Regions from separate parts of the Arachis hypogaea genome. Here region 1 is linked to region 2. The links are chromatin contacts, called in public Hi-C maps. All regions are on one chromosome and are shown on one strand. The core of a region is the stretch at or near the end of the contact, and the rest is flanking DNA. Distances in the headings are between cores, read along the strand shown.

The links. Hi-C and Micro-C count contacts between places; a contact is called where the count stands out from the background.
Region 1: a contact with region 2 is called in a Hi-C map of an unstated tissue, with 3 times the contacts expected there. The contact joins the promoter of LOC112722614 here to the promoter of LOC112722613 in region 2. A contact is called at or near these places in 2 of 8 Hi-C or Micro-C datasets (leaf and an unstated tissue).

The regions. Positions count from the first base shown.
Region 1 is chr11:130,189,661-130,192,360 of arahy.Tifrunner.gnm2.J5K5, forward strand. It overlaps LOC112722614 (agamous-like MADS-box protein AGL8), which reads left to right and starts at 1,282. Exons shown (of 8, transcript XM_025773708.3): 1 at 1,282-1,678. The coding sequence starts at 1,506.
Region 2 is chr11:129,986,452-129,989,151 of arahy.Tifrunner.gnm2.J5K5, forward strand. It overlaps LOC112722613, which reads right to left and starts at 1,340. Exons shown (of 2, transcript XM_025773706.2): 1 at 441-1,340. The coding sequence starts at 1,054. The coding sequence ends at 443.

The DNA of each region.
Region 1 (2,700 bases), core at 32-2,531, 200 kb after region 2:
ACTTAATACTAATTAATTGTTATTAATTAATAATTATTTAAATTTTATTTTTAAAAATATAAAATTAATGATTATTAATTACAGTTATTTAAAATTAACTGATTAAAAATTATTTACTTATTCTTTTCTTTTTCTTCTTTAAATAGGTTAGGATTAAACTCACAACTCACAAGAATAGTTTGTTTGGCTTGTAAAGGTGTATAGCTGGTTTGGGCATGTAAAAACTAAAAAGTGTAATAACTAGAGTTTAACTTTATAGCTTTTTATGATATTTATATAAGTTTATTTATTATGTTATTTATTTGATTATATTTATATATTTTTATTTTTAATTATTTATTACTTATTTATTTTGAGTTAAGACAGTTAAACATGTTATAACCATACTAAATATATATTAAAATTAGTCATTAAAATTAATTATTAATATAAAATAATATTAAAGTATAAAATATACATTAAAATTGAATTAAATTACTGATGACTAATTTTGGTATATAAATAATATTTTAAATCTTTTAACATACTTTAAGTTTATTGCATACTTCAGATCAAACTTAGACTAACAAATTTTGTTATTGGCCTAATCTATTAAAAATTTAAATTTGGTCTAATCTAACATAGCATTTTTACCTCACAAAATCATAGTAATTTTATCAATGAATTTTGTTAGTCTTATTCTTTCCTCTAAAAATAATTAATAACACCACATCATTTTAAATTTTCAATAGATAATTTTTCTGTTAAACTATTTTTTTATTTGGAGTAAAATCTGCTAATTCATCAACATGGATACATTTTAATCCTTAATCTTAATTATATAATATAAAGACAAATTATTGAAACATCTAAATTCTGAATAGTCTGTGTCACTTAAATATGTGCCAGTACATCCATCTAATAGTGTTGATGAGATTAACAGCAGTTAACCACTGTTTTCTACGGCGGTTGGAGTTGAAGTGATGGGTAGCCTATGAATGCTTAATTTAATCTCCTTATTTTATTCAATCTAACCACATAATTAATTGATCCGCTAAGAGCTTTGTACTAACTTTACAGTGAAAGAATTGATAACGACAATCTGAGTAGCCAATCATAAATCGACAACGAATTTGACGAATCCGCTCTGGTATTGGAAAACCACCTCTCCCGTCACCATCAGCGGTTTCTTTTCTTTTTCCCAATTCCGAATTTTATTAGTAACATTCACCAATCATAATTTTTCATTTCAATTTTTTTAATTAATTAATAAAAACACCAAACCAAACCAAAACAAAACAAAAAGCAAGCAAGAGGAGTGAGGAGAGCAGAGAATTGAAAATTCAACTCACCGATTTGTGGTAAAGTCTCTCTCTCTATATATCCCTCTCTCTCTCTTCGCTGCTTCTTCAAGCGTATACAATTGAGGAAAAGAAGGTAGCTAGGTAGTGCATGCGTATGTGTATACGTATACGTAGGTAGGTACGGTGAGAGAGAGAATCGATCGAGAGAGGGAACTTGGATCGATGGGAAGGGGAAGAGTGCAGTTGAAGAGGATCGAGAACAAGATTAATAGGCAAGTCACGTTCTCAAAGAGAAGATCTGGTTTGCTGAAGAAGGCAAACGAAATCTCAGTGCTATGCGATGCCGAAGTCGCACTCATCGTCTTCTCCACCAAAGGCAAGCTCTTCGATCCCTGGTTCGTACCTTTTCATTCTCCCTCTCTCGAATCCAAAATCGCCTTTACTTAATTTTACTGCTCATAACTATACATAATATGGATCTTGATTAATTAGTGAAATGTTTAATTTCTGTGTCGAAATTACTTAATTAAGAACGCCACCGATTATGTGTTTTCATCTGTTTTACATTAAGAGTACTGTCCATATGCAGTAGTAAGAGTATATATGCTTTTACATTTCCTATTTCCTCTTATATATATGCTTTCTATGTGTAACAAACTCTGCTTTATACTTAATTAAGTTTGATTAACTTTCATATTCCTAATTAAGATAGTATTTTGTTGAACCAGATTGGGATTGGGTGCTTATTAGAGAAGCTAATAAGTTTGGCTAATAATTTGAATTTCCTCATATGGATAATAGTAATGCGTACGTAAGTTTTGAGATGAGAAGGGGGCATCTCCATCTGACATATATATATTCGCGCATACACGAACCTGAGAAAACTTCAGAAAATTGACCAAACACTGTAAGAATCGTGTAAAGACAAATTCATTTTAGAAACTGCACCACCTTTTTTATATCCAAGGATACATAGTGCACTTAATAATATATAAATAATTAAGTGATCCATATAAAATATCTATATATCACCTCTTGATATTAGTGCTGCTGCCTGTTAAATTATCTAATGAAAAATAATAGCACAGATTATGGAATATCCCAAGGGGGATTAGCAATTTATTATTACACTATCAGTATAAAAAAAAATATTAGGTAGAATCAGAATTTATTATTTTTAATTATTATTTAATTATTATTTTAATTTTTTTAGTTTAATAATTTAATTATATATTTTATTGTATATTTATAATTATTAATAATTTATTAATAGTTAAAAATAATAAATTTTAATAATTTTTTAATATTTTTTAAAAAAATTAATCATTAAAATATATATTTATACATAAATATATAATAATTAATTTAGTGATTAATTTTTTAGTGTCTACATAAATTTTTTTATTATTATTACTAT
Region 2 (2,700 bases), core at 90-2,589:
ATTTCTTTCCTTTTCCTCTCCTACAACTCTACCAGTGACCAGTTGCAATATTAATCACATCAAAGAAGTTCGAACCTCAGCCAATACTAAAGTGAGCATGCCTCTTTGCATCACGTTTTCAAACTATTTTATGTCTCTATTAAGTGTCGCGAAATTCGGTCAACAGATGGCTCCAACAGATAGAACTTAGAAAAGACCCCCTTACTTCAAGCTCCAAGTACCAAAACAGAGATACTAGACTAGGGGCTAACAAGCATTGGTGCAAATAGTTTGCAGAAGCTTGCGAAATCAAAGACCTTCTCCAGATATGATATGGCATTGGTATCTAAATCTAAAACTTTGAATTGTAACAAAGCCTAAAGCCGTTCTAATTCCCTGTTGAATCCACTATTCTTAGCAATACACAAAACAAAGCATAACAAATTAACATTATTTCATACCTTCATTCCATTGAAGCTTTTGCTCCAACCTCCTTGAGCTTGGCTATGATAGCCTCAGCCTCCTCTTTTGTCAAACCCTTCTTCAAGACCGTTGGCACCTTCTCCACCAAGTCCTTCGCCTCCTTCAATCCCAAGCTCGTGAAAGTTCTCACCTCCTTTATCACCTTGATCTTCGCCGCGGCGTCGAAAGCATCCAGCTTCACGTCAAACACCGTCTTCTCTTCCTTCTTTGCTTCCTCTCCGGCAGCACCAGCGCCAGCACCACCACCTCCCTTTGCCGCACGTTTTCTCAGAGCACCCTTCAATCCCCCGAGCTCCATTCCCGGGGTCATCAGCATCATTAACGGTAACTCGTTAATTCCCTTTTTCTTCTGCATAATCTCCACCAGGTCCACCACTTCCATTAGCGTCAGCGCTGTGAGCTCGTCGACGATCAACGAAGCCTTCTCGGATTTCACGACTGGGTTCGAATCCTGGGAAGAAGAATCGGTGCTGAAATTGCGAGCGAAGATCGCAGGACGAGATTGGAGCTGCGATTGGTGGTTGGATTTAGGGTTCTGTATTAGGATTCTTCGGATTTGTTGTGATACGTGTAGGAATCGCGAACACCTCATTCTTTCTTCTTTCTGGTGTAGGATAATTGAAAGGTTAATCGAAGAACATAACTCTAACCGAATCGTGAAGTTGAATTTCTTTTTCTATTTTTAATTTTGATTTAATGAAGCTGAATTTAAACCTAAAATGCACAAAGTTGTTGGAAGAATTTCAGGTGATTTAGAATCTCTGGATTTCGGCCATAAACCCTACGGGGAAGACGATGGTAGTTGATTTTACGTCTTTACCCCTATGCTCATGTTTTTGGATCTAGGCCCAGTTCTCACGTTGGGCTGGATTTTCTTTTTAGCACACATCTCAGGACAGAAGTCCATAAAAGAATAATTAAAAAAAAAAGGGAAAGAAAAGAAGCTATATCTTTATATGTGACTTTAAATTATGGATATAAAGTTGGCAATATAACATAACCACTAAACATTTTAATTTATTTTATAGAAGATGTTTCGTTTATCGTTTTATAAAAAGTAGAGGGGAATAATGTATATAGTGAACAATGATTTAAAAAAGAAGGTAAATTTAAAATTAAAAATCAGATTTTTAATTAATTAAATAATTATTATCATATTTTAAAATTTGAAAATATTAGAATTAACACTTAAACTATTATGTACGTTTACAGATTCACATGTTATACGTTTTTCATCTCATCCCCAACGGCGTCCATTTTTTTCACAATCATCATCGATGTCGCCACAAAGGTCTTGACACCACCGTTCTCTCACCGTCGCAGCAGATCCTCTTCTAACCCCGGTAGTAATGCCGTTTTGCACCACTCACCGGTGTCGATCTCTTCCACCTCCGCCAACTATTTCTCACTGAATGACGTCATATTGCGATGGAAATTTATGGTGTCACGGCAGTACCAACATTTTCTCGACAAGACCATGCTGCACATGTTCCGCCGCTGGATTGGTTCCTTGATCATCGCTTGTATCTACGTTCTGCGCGTATACTTGATCTAAGGTTCTATATCGTATCCTACGATCTCGGAATCTACATGCTCAACCTCCTCATCGGCTTTCTTTCTCCTCAGGTTGATCCTGAAATTCAGGAACTCTACGACAGTACCACTCTCCCTAGCTGTCAGGGGCTCCGATGAGTTCTGTCCCTTCGTTCGTCGCCTCCTTAAGTGCAAGTTTTGGTATTCAATTATGACTAGTTCAGGATGGTCATTTTAGTAGGTATGCGAATGGTTTCTTTTATTTTTTATGTAGATGGTTATTTGATTGGATTTGGTTTAGTTATATACAATTAAAATATGCTAGATGTTCAATTCACTAGATATGCAGATGATTATTTTTATCCTTAAGTGAATAGTTATTTTCACTAAGAGTGAGCGACTCCGTTTGTTTCCAGTCTGGAGGAGAGCAACGCCAATGAGGATCCTTGTTGACGAACCAACAACGGTGAGAAGGATCCTAACGGCGATGATGGGGGCTGGTTGGAGACCAAGTGACGGCGATGACAACAGAGAGTTTGGGAGAAAATAAAGTTGGTGTTTTGATAAATTAGGGTATAATGAATGGTTAAAATTTTTGAATTATTGAATGAGATTTTTTGGTTAGGTAATTCGAGTAGAGTATTTTTTTTATTTTAATAGACCAAATTTATAATCTATTATTTAGATTGTTCAAATTTTTTATTG